Linked DNA regions of Rattus norvegicus: region 2 is linked to region 1. The links are chromatin contacts, called in public Hi-C maps. All regions are on one chromosome and are shown on one strand. The core of a region is the stretch at or near the end of the contact, and the rest is flanking DNA. Distances in the headings are between cores, read along the strand shown.

Region 1 (5,578 bases), core at 1,958-4,457:
TGATGATGATGATGATGACAGCGATGATGATGATAAATAGTAATGTAAATTTACCTCTCCCCCAATCAGAGCAGGGGCTGGAAGAACTTGTACTGCTTGCCTGGAGGACCTGAGCTCCACTCCTAGCATTGAGAGGCTTACAACCACTTGTAACTCCAGCTCCAGGGGTCTGACAACCTCTTCTGAACTCTGTGGGTCCCTGCACTCACATGTGCACATAAGACACATATACACACAATTAAAAATAAATATTTAAAAATGATAGAACAGTAGGCTTGGTGACACGTGCCTTTAATCCCAGCACTTGGGAGGCAGAGGTAGGCAGATCTCTGAACTCAAGGCCAGCCTGGTCTACACAGTGAGTTCTAAAAGAGCTAGGGACGTGTAAAGAGAGCCTGTCTCAAAACAAACACAAGCACAAAGCACAAACAAAACCCCAGAGGTTCTTGGGATCTTTCCTTCCATCCTCCTCCCCACCACCATGCATTAATTAGTGTCCCAACTTATGACTTTACCATGGGCAATCTGAGATGCTAGCGTTTCTAGTCAAGAGGTGGAGGTCCATAAGAGTAGATGCAGGGTTGGTACTGGTGATGTCTCCATACCTATGTGGCACTTTCCAGGTGTCCTTCATGAGCTTTGGTGGAGCATCGGGCAGTATGGAGCAGAAGACTTCTGGCACCAGTAAGGGCTGTCTGTCATTGTCCCATTGAGACTTTGAAGATTCTACCCCAGCCTAATTACCCAGGCATTCACCCTAAAGTTTGGTGTACTTGGCAAAGTCCTTTTCACAAATGCAGCTTTTCTTCAACACGTTCAATATCCACTGGCCGCTTTCTAGTTGACAAAACACTCCATGCTTCTGGGGGAGGGCCACGGGTTGGATGTGAGTGTGAGGGTCCACGACGTGGGTGCGTATAGAGCTAGAGGTCAATGTTGGGCATTTTGCTGTTACTCTCCGCCTTCTTTTTGGGGACAGGGTCTCTTACTGAACCGAAGCTCACTGATTTGGCAAGACTGTCACATGAGCTTCGGGGACCCTCCCACTTTCACCTCCTCAGAGCTGGGAGTTAGGTGTGTGGCTCTGTGCCTGGCTGTTGGTGTGGATGCTGGAGGATCTAACTCAGTTCTCATGCTTGATTGGTGAGTGCTGCCGGAGCCATGTCCCCAGGCCTCCCGAGCCTTTATAACCCCTTCTTTAAAAAAGTCACAGGACCCTTAGTCTCCAAGGCAGGCTCCAGCAAACCCAGTGTTGGTCAGGAAACTAGAGTCAGCAGGATGTTACCTGCATAGTCAATTTTCATCCAGACTAGGGCTTGGCCTGCGTTAACTTGTCTCCAGCGAAATGAAATATGAACCACTGAGCACCGTGGAGAGTTTGCTTCGCAGAGGCTGGTTGTACAGAAAGTTGAAGCCAAAAGCCCATGAAAAGTCTATTTCTAAATACTTATCAACTCTTTCCTGGTGGGTGACAGATCTAACACACCACTTGGAATGTGTCACGTCTGTCCCTGCCTCGGCATGACGTGACCCTCTTCTCATCTTTCAAAGTTTCAGGGGCACCATTTCACAGCGTCTTCTCCCGCTACTCTCAAACAAGCAAAGGGACCAATGGGGCTGAGCAAACACTCTTGACAGGAGGGAGCCTGAGCTCCTAGGGACTGGCACAAGCCCAGGGTGGCCACCGGAGTGGGTGCCAGGAAAAGCTAAATGAGATAAGCTCAGAGACTAGATAAGGACAGTCTGTACAGAACACGAGCCCTGGCAGCACCACTGTCCTTTCTTCTAACGTGCAGAGCAGAGTCCTTTGCCTGGGCCTTGGTTTAAGCAAAGCTCTGCCTTCGTTAAACATCACAGCTGTAGCTTGTCTCCAGACCAAGGGGACCACGGGGAGAAAAAGGAAGTGGTGGACAGAGGGAGAGGGTACCAGAGTGACAGAAGGGACGTGTCACACCGCACCACGACTGAGTCTTACTTCTTCATTCCTCAGTGGCTGAGATTTCTAGCCTGCCTTTCCCCCAGTTAGTCTGCCCTCCCCACCTCCTAGTACCTTGCCTCTGTGGCCTCACTCACCCCTGAAACATAGAGTCCTCTGTGGCTAGACCCTGGGAGAGCTAAGTGACCAATGGACTTTGTGCAAGCTCCAGGCCGCATGTGTGGGAAGGAGAGGGAGGTCAAAGGTAGGAAAGGGGGACATACTGTTATGGACTCCCTCTCGTGGGCTCCCTCATGAGCTCCCGCTCATGGGCTCCCTCTCATGCATTTGGGCCTTGACCTCTGTGGGGGAAAGGGGCAGGGGACAAGTTTTGAAACGGAATGACATCTAATCCTGTCTGTGGACGTGGGCCAGCCCTGACCTTGCCTAGACATCTATCTTCCATGGCCATGCATACAGCAAAGGCCACAATGTCCCTGTCAGACTGAAACACACACACACACACACACACACACACACACACACACACACACACACACACTCAGGAGAAGGGATTTTCTTATTTAGACCAGACAGTCCAGGACAAACTGGAACAACTGGTTACCCCAGCAGAAAATGCACCCCAGAGGTTATGTGAGGTGTAGGGATGATGGACAGCAGGTGAGAAAGAGAACCACCTTCCTGGAACCTGGAAACCCTTGCTGCATTCTGCACTCAACTCCCTTCTTGACCACACTGGGTGCCTGTGGTGTGAGTGAGCGTGTGTGTGTGTGTGTGTGTGTGTGTGTGTGTGTGTGTGTGTGTGTATGATGTCTGTTTGTGTGTATGTGTGGTGTGTGTGTGTATGCGTGTGTGTGTGTGTGGGGGGGGGTGTGGGGGGTGTGTGTGTGTATATGTGTGTGTGGTGTGTCTGGCATGTGTGTATGTGGCATGTGTGTATGTGTGTGTGGTGTGTGTGTGTGTGGTGTGTGTGTGTGGTGTGTGTTGGTGTGTGTGTTTATGGTTTGTGTGTGAGTATGGTATGTGTGTGGTATGTGTGTGGTGTGTGTGTATGGGGTGTGTATGTGAGTGTGTGTGTGTGTGTGTATGTGCTGTCCCCCACTATTTGCTTCAGTGGCTCTCATTCTGTCAGGCTCCTAGGACCTGTCTATGGGGCTCCAGGAGGTGAAGGTCAACTAAGGACAGGCTGATTAGCTTGCCCTGTGGGGCCTTTCTCTTGGTGACACAGCCTCTGGCTCAGAACAAAGGCCCCTCATTAGGCGGAGAAGCTCATCTTTGACCACGAGAGTGCTGCCACCTGCTGTCCGAGCGGCTGTGCTCTTTCATGAAGTCCTGCACAGTCTGCCTTGCCCCATCCCCCCATCCCACTACAATGGGACCCCTTGAGAGGTACAAGGAAGAGCCCTGGAAGGCTGGCAGTCTGGGGCCAGAACACAGCTTGGGGTCCCGGAATTGGGGCCCAGACTGGCACTCCTCGCTGCTGTGAAGTCTCTGGGCCTGGATCCACCAGAGCCTGCTACACCACTGTCAATTATTAAGCATTCAGGATTTTTACGGGTTGCGTGGTCAGCGTGAAATGGGTCTCAGCAGCAGTATTTACATGACAGAAATTGGCAAATGCCCCAAGTCAGAGCTTTCTCCAACTCCCAAACCACTCCAGCCCACTTGTCAACTGTAAGAAGACCTGTCAACCTTAAAACAGTCTGAGGACTGGGGAAGGCTGGGTGGTAGAAGGGCTTGCATGCACACGGCCCTCAGCTGACCCCAGGACAAAATGGAAAATGGCAATCCCTGTTGGCAGGAGAGATCTTAGACAACTGCCAAGTGTGGGACTCATATCATAGAAACAGAAATGTAGAGATATATTTTTATGGGGGTGGGGGTGGGGATGGGGGTGGGGGTGGGGGTGGGGGTGGGGCAACAGCCATCCTGATAAGAGGGAGTTCACGAGGAAGGAACTGCTCTTCGGTCTTTTAAGAATAGTTGAGGGCGGGGTTGGGGATTTAGCTCAGTGGTAGAGCGCTTGCCTAGCAAGCGCAAGGCCCTGGGTTCGGTCCCCAGCTCCGGAAAAAAAAAAAAAAAAAAAAAAAAAAAAAAAGAATAGTTGAGGGCTGTGGAACAGGGGGAACTAGACTGACAGTTCTCCTGAATACTAACTATGCCACTGGGCAGATGGCCTTACCCGTCCAGCTCCCAGGTCCCCTGCCTTGTGTGCTAGCAGCAAAGTGATGCATTGAAGGGCCAGGACATTATCAGGCCCAAAGCCTGCACTTAGCACCCATTAGATGTTATCAATCATTGACTGGAACCTCAGAAGCTCTGTAAACAGAGCCTGCCAACTCCCTCCCAAAACCAGTGTCATACCTGGTGTAGTGGCACATGCCTTTAATCCCAGGACTCCAGAAGTAGAGGCAGATAGAACTCAAGAGTTTGAGGCCAGCCTGGTCTATATAGCAAGTTCCAGAACAGCCAGGACTATACTGTGAGATGCTATCTCAAAAACAAAACAAAAAGCAAGCCAGTTGTCACCTGTAAATGTTTACCCTAGCCTCACACTTAGCTATTCCTTCTATAGCCATCATCCCCCACTTCCTCAATTGGGACTTGGAACAAGGCATCCTTCAGCGCACAGAGATCACACGCTACGCTACATTGTGAATTGAAAACGCATTAAGGAGTTAAACAATACAAACCTTAGAGGCAACCTTAAAGATTTTCTATATAGAAGCCATTGTCCCTTACGAGGTCCAGTTCACAAAGGGCAGCATGCATATTCAATTTCAACTTTGAGAGCCAGTGTCCCCACCCAAGCTGACCTTGAACTCACAGTGTTCCTACCTTGATTACAGGCAGGCGCGTATAATACCCAGTTTTGCCTTGGATTCTATTGCACCCAGCTGGAACAGAGATTACTCAGCTAAGGACAGATTGTCTAAGATCCAGGGAAACCAAGGGGAGTGTCCATCTAGGAGAATGAGCCAAAGGGACATACAGGACATGAGCTTTCCTACGGGAGAGGACAGCTTTGCTGTGCACTGAAGAACTCTAGAAAACTGTCTACAGGCCATAGCAGTCTAGTTCTGTAACTCTCCCACCTCCAAGACTACACTCACCTCAGTCTTTGGGTGAGTGATTGGGACTTTCGGGTGCTGAGATGTGTGGAAGATAATGTCTTGTGGACACAAACATTTCTCTTCTGAGACAGTTGTGAACCAGCATCCTATGGCTCCATCGTTCTAGGATGAACTTTTACCTCATGGTTCAAGACAGCCACAGAGCTCCAGCCATCAGCGTCTGCCTTCTGTCTATGGGAATACTTGTTTCTAGAAGTCAGGTCATGGGCCATTTGCAGTTATGTGTCTTCATGTAGATATAATATAGGTAGGATGCATATGTCTGGCTAAGATTTAAGGGTTCTATTTTTAATAAAGCAGAGAGCAGGAGGTAAGTTCCCCTAAACCAGCTCACAGCTCCCTCAGGAGCCTCTGTACAACAATGTCCCACCCCAAAGCAGGAAAAGCCATCCTCCAAGCCCAATGTGGGAGGGCTGCTAGGCCCCAACTGCAGCATTTCCCCTGCCTCAGGCTGACCACTCTATTGCCCCTTCCTTCCAATTCTTGCCACCTTCCATGTTTGGCAAAA
Region 2 (5,578 bases), core at 788-3,287, 100 kb before region 1:
TAGACATCCATACTTATTTTGCTCTTTCCACCCTTGAACACAACCAGAAGCCCAGGGTCCCCTGAGAGGCTGGCAGTACCCCACAGCTGCAAGGAAGCAGCTGAGGAGAGAAGACAGCATCTTGACCTACCTGACTTATCTTGATGGATGAGTGGATGAGTAAGGAGGACAACAGCTCTGGCTTGTGCTTCTGATATTTTCCTTGTTGTGTTTTCCCGTTTAGATCAGGGCCTATGGGTAATTAATCTTAAAGTAAGGTCTTCAGTAAGCAAAGCCTCCCGCACAGTAGCAGCGATCTGCCGGGCACAGTAATGAACTTTCTTAAGTCTAACTCACATGCTGCAGCCTTCAGTTGAACTAGCAGGGCTGGTACTACAGGGCTCTGGATTTGGGGGTCTTTTTCCCCAGAATCGTGATTTTTGAATTTTGCTTACAATTCATCTTCTCTCTGAGGCCCGAACTGATTTCATCAAGTCTGTGGATCACTGGAAGAGATAAAGGCTGTCTTCTGCTATAAGCAACAGTTGTATAAGCAACAGTTGTTTCTAAGAAGTGCAGAGAATTGCTCTATGGAAGAACTGATAACACAGTGATTAGTTGTTTTGGGTGTTTTTCCTCCCTCCCTCCCCCCTTTTCTTTTTTTTTTAAAGATTTATTCATTCATTTATTCATTTATTTTATGTATGTTGCTCTCTTCACCACCACCACACCAGAAGAGGGCAGGCATCAGATCTCATTACAGATGGCTGTGAGCCACCATGTGGTTTCTGGGATTTGAACTCAGGACCTCTGGAAGAGCAGACAATGCTCTTAACCACTGAGCTATCTCTCCAGCCCCCCTCCCCCCTTTTCTTTGCAAGCCCCACATCCTACAAAAAGCATTGGCGCTTGAAGTTGATAGGTCTAGATCTAAGAAGTTAATGTTTTCCTTGCTTCTCCCAGGAGTTTCCAGAGATGGAAATCGAGTTTCTCCACCGAATCCTGCGCTTTCCCAGAGTGCTTGCTTTCCTGACATTGATGATGACGATGATGATGATACTTTGTTATTTTTAATGATAAGTTTCAGCCATCATAGCACCTGCTAAGCCACTGAAACGGAAGCCCTGCTCTCAACTTTGCCAGGCCAAGAGCGGGCGACTGGCTGGGCGTGAGACTGATTAGTCCCTCAGGGTAACCACGGATGCTGTGCATGATGTGGGGCGCTGCTGTTGGGAGGTGCGGAGCTGCAGAGCGTTTTGAGCCACCTCTTTTACTAAAGATAGGTGTTCTTTTGGGTTTCAGATTTCTCTACCATAAAAAGGGGAATCTCTCTGAAAAGCAGGTTAACACCCCTCCCCCCTCCTCTTGCAAGTAGATTTCATTCATACAGTGCTGTGAATGAACTTCTTACTGGCTTTTTTTTTTTTAATAGTCACTTGGGGTCATAAGGAAAGGGAAGTGTAAGTGACGCGCGCACGCGCGCGAGTGTGTGTGTGTGTATATGTCTGAAGCATTTCTCTAGTGGTGGAATGAGAAGTTGTAAGAGGATCCCAGAACAGAGGAATCAAAGGGAAGGTACCATCTGCAGATAGGTGCGGGCCTGGATCTGCAGAGAAGAGTCCCTCGGAGTCGCGCAGCTGCTGTCCAACCCCGGCCCCTCGAGACCCCCGACGCTCTAGAAAAGCTACGCTGAGCAAGTGGGCTAGCCCCGACTGCGCCGCGCCGCACCCACTGCGGACCTTCCGCGCTCTACTTCGCAGGCTGCTCAGTCAAATACCCGGTCCTGGAGGCAGACGCGCTCCGTAGCCCTCTAGAGACCGGGGCACTCGGGTACTGGGCCCGGGCGCCCTCCTGCCGGGAGCCCGGGCTAGGCAGCGGCTAGCGTGGTCCGGGCCCGGCGGGGAGGGGTTAGAGGCGGAGGCGGAGCCAGCTGGAGCCGGTGTCAGGTTGCTCCGGTAACGGTGACGTGCACGCGTGGGCGGAGCCATCACGCAGGTTGCATATTTTAGGAAGTGAGGAGGAGGCAAGGGCTGGAGCTGCGGCTGGGTCTGGGGCGCGGAGCCTCGGCGGGAGGAGGCGGACACGTGGCAGCGGCGGCGGCAGCGGCAGCAGCAGCGGCGGCAGCAGCGGCGGCCTCGGTCCGGGGCGCCGGCCGTCCTCCCTCTTTCCTCCGGCGGCAGCCCTAGTTCCCGCCTCTCGGCTCCCCCGGCTCCACTCTCCCAGCCGGGAGCTGCTCTCTCCTCTTTCTAGTCTCCAGCCACAGGACCCGGCGCGGGGCCCGCAGCGCCGCCACCATGGGGAAGGGGGTGAGTGTCTGGCGAGCCCGGGCCGCGGGCGGGGGCGCGGGAGGAAGCGGCTTGGAGACCCGGCTCTCCGCAATGGAGGGGCGGGTGCTGAGAGCCGGCAGCGGCCCTGGAGGAGTAGCACCCGGGGCGGCATCCCTGAGCCCGGCGCCTGCCCTGCCTGAGCCCTTTGGTCGCCTTCACCGCGCGCCTTGCGCTTCCTTTCTCCCTCCTCCCACCGTGCCCAGGGAAAGGAGCGCTCCTCCCCTTCCCCCGGGGAGCTCCGCCAGGGCCCCCTCGCGGTGGCCGTTCTCGCCGCGGCCCGGCGCCGGCTAGGGCAGCCTCCGGGTCGAGACTCCCTTCTCCAGGAGGCTCTGGGGCTCGGCCAGCTCCCCGCAGAGGCGACCGCCCTCCCCCAAAGGAAAAAAACTGGCTTCCCCTTAGGCCGAACCAGCCCAGCGAAGCTAGTGCCAGAAAGGGTGTGACTTCACAGCCCAAAGATAGCCTTTAAGGTATACTTTTGAGAGCTTTAAAATGGGCCACTGTCCATAACAGGATGTGCCTTTGGTAACTGGTGTTGTCTTAACGGTGGGGAGGGGTGTGTGAATTTATGTTAGGGGACGATTCTTAAAGGGGGCTAGGCTGACCCTCTAGGGCCGCAGGCTACTGTCAATCCAACAAAGGACTGGAGACTGGACAGTTAATGGTGCTAGAAAAGCCATGCGGGTTTCCTGCACTGCTGTCTCATCCAAGAGGTGTTCCGAAAAGAATGAGGGATTCGGGGCACGAACAACGCCGAGGTCCCACCTTGATAACTGCTATCCACCTCGGAAGAGTTAGTTCCTGACCTCTCAGCAGCAGATAAAAACTTAAAAAATAACCCTGAAAACATCAGTTCCTAGGTTGAAAAAGCACCAGTCATGAGAATACAGGTGGGAGAGTCCACTCCACCCTCTTCAGGGCTGACCAAGCAGACGAGCTGAGGACACTCTGCAGGTCCTAAGGCACCTGGGTGTATACTGAGATGGAGCGAGAGCACATTCTTTGGAGACTTGGAAGAGACGATTATAAAACGTGGCCAGGAAGAGAGATTAGGGACCCTGACGGTGCCCCCGCACAGGTTTTGCAGCATCGCAGCAAAGAACTGATTCCCTCCTGGCCTCCACTTCCAGGATGGAAACCGGATCTGTAGGTCATACTGTTCTAGCCGTTCCTATAAACCATTTATTCGTTAAAGCCCCATCTTTTTATCTCCTATCCCTTCAAAAAGAATCTTTGTCATTTGGAGACCTTGAGCAGCTTTTAGGAGCACAGAGACAGGCGGAAGCCTAGGAAGGTGAAGTGACTTGTTCAAGGTCAAACGGTTGTTTAGTGACAACAGGTGCTCTACAACCTGTTGCTCTCAAGCTTATTCATAACGTCTGCCTCTGAAGCATCGTTTTGTGTGTAGAACTCTAAAGTTCTCCTCCAGAAGAAATCGGGGTGTTTGTAATAGTAAATAAACCAGGAAGATGTTTAAGTTGGAGTTACGCCTTTAGGCCTAGGGCATATACACTGGAGTAGTGCAATAACAGTTCAACTGAGAGTTTGGTCAAGTTCAACCTAAGTGTTTTATGAACCCTAAAGATGTCTAGAGTACTTAGTATTTGAAGTACTCTGATACATTGGATATTAAATTGCCTGCATGCATTCATGTATGAATGCCGGTCTTTCTCAATGACTTACAATGGCAAATTGGTCAGAGGAATATTTCATACTGAAATGTTGGGATTTTTCCACATGGGGATTAAAATGTGGGTGGAGCAATGACTAAAGCCCTGTTGATAATTGGTTAACCAAGAAGCTTAAGGGCAGCTAATTTTTAAGGTCATCGTGATCTTCCCCCACCCTCACCCCTTTTCTTAAGTGCCATCTAGGGTTTAGGTGTGGGTGATATTTCCAGATGATTCTTCCTAGCTTTCAAAACTGGGGTCCTGAACGTTTGGTAAGAAAAATGAAGGACCAGCTTGCTGAATCATTCCTGGGATAAAATAGGATTTTGTTCCTTTTTTTTTTTTCTTATTCAGTGTTTATTTGCCAGTGACTCGGCTTAAATCCTCATGAGGCCTACCACCCACAACTGTTTAGCTCACCAAAGGTACACATCATAATTGTTTAGAAATGCAGGGGACTTGGTTTGTTTTGTTTGAAGTTTATAAAAGGTGGGAGAAGGGAGGGTCTAACCTAGCCTTTCATTTCAGTTCTGGATTTGGTTTAATATTAACTTAGATGCTGAGAAAAGAAATCCTAGCTTATGGGTAGTGATTTAAAGACCAGGCAGGGAAAGAGGCTCTAGTGGAGGTGACACAAGGTACTCTTGTCAGCAGGAATCTTGGTTGTAGGGTAACATTATCAGCCGCCCTTTTGGAGCTAAACTCGAAAGTGTGAGTAAATGCCCACTGGCTGCTATAAAGCTAGTACTTTAGACTCACAACACGGTGAGGCAGAGTCTTCCCAATGGAGAGCCGCTCAGCCTGGATAGGAACAAGTAAGGCACTTAAAGGACACACTGGGGCTGGTCCTGGAAGTCCCGGAAAACAGAAGAGTAGGTTGTTTCCACCTTTTCTCTGCCAGTCATACAGTGTAAGAGTGAAACAGTTCCCTGCCTGGAAGGTTCTCTGCCCCACTCCCCACCTCCACCACCACCCCCCAATTATAAGGCTGTATGTTCTTGGCTGCTGTCTGTCTGTTAATTTGTAGCGTTCTCTGTTGGCAAGTTTGTAACAATGGTGACTCACCTTGGGGTGAAGAGTAAGAAATGGGAGGCTGCTCTTTATAAACCCAAGATGATAGAAAACACCCCCCACCCCACCCAAAGAAGCTTTAGAAAGATCTAGTAGGGCGTTTATCCAGATGAGAGCTAAAACTTAAAATCACATTTAAGACTAAAGAGCAGGCCCAGTGTCAAGACAGAGACTTGGCACTCACACTGGTCCATCCCTGCACTCTTCAAAACCAACGCCTAAGGATTTCTTAGCAACAAGTGCACAGAGAAGTGTCTTTCTCTTCTCAACAGACTGTTCTTTTAGGAGTACCTCAATAATGAGAGGGAACCATTAACCAAAGAGCCCTGAAGGACTTTGTATGAAGAACTAAGTTAAGTTTTTACTTCATGGGGAAGACAAACAATTTTTTCGAAAAAGCAAAGCCTCGAAGCTCTGGTTTCTGGTCTGGCCAGCTGTAGAGTCCTCACCCTGAGGATCAAATGGAGTCATCTTTGTGCTGTGTGGAGAGTGTGCCATAGCAGTATGTTACTGCTGGGGCTTACTAAGTCATGG

Evidence for each region. A called contact is a pair of places that touch in the nucleus more often than the background predicts.
Region 2: a contact with region 1 is called in a Hi-C map of kidney, with 5 times the contacts expected there. The contact joins the promoter of Atp1a1 here to the enhancer-like site in region 1. A contact is called at or near these places in 9 of 12 Hi-C or Micro-C datasets (the A7r5 cell line, the Rat2 cell line, Schwann cells and 5 more).

The regions. Positions count from the first base shown.
Region 1 is chr2:191,630,905-191,636,482 of GRCr8, reverse strand. No RefSeq gene overlaps it. Among named protein-coding and RNA genes, the nearest start is that of Atp1a1, 100 kb to the left of the region's middle. Within about 2 kb of position 3,207, at least 18 of the 93 cell types and tissues checked have an H3K27ac peak or open chromatin away from gene starts, as enhancers often do. A contact at or near this core is called in the A7r5 cell line, kidney and liver, where this site is marked.
Region 2 is chr2:191,733,873-191,739,450 of GRCr8, reverse strand. It overlaps Atp1a1 (ATPase Na+/K+ transporting subunit alpha 1), which reads left to right and starts at 2,037. Exons shown (of 23, transcript NM_012504.1): 1 at 2,037-2,285. The coding sequence starts at 2,274. LOC103691652 (a long non-coding RNA gene) reads right to left here and starts at 1,825. Exons shown (of 7, transcript XR_010064368.1): 1 at 1,559-1,825; 2 at 337-485; 3 at 131-231.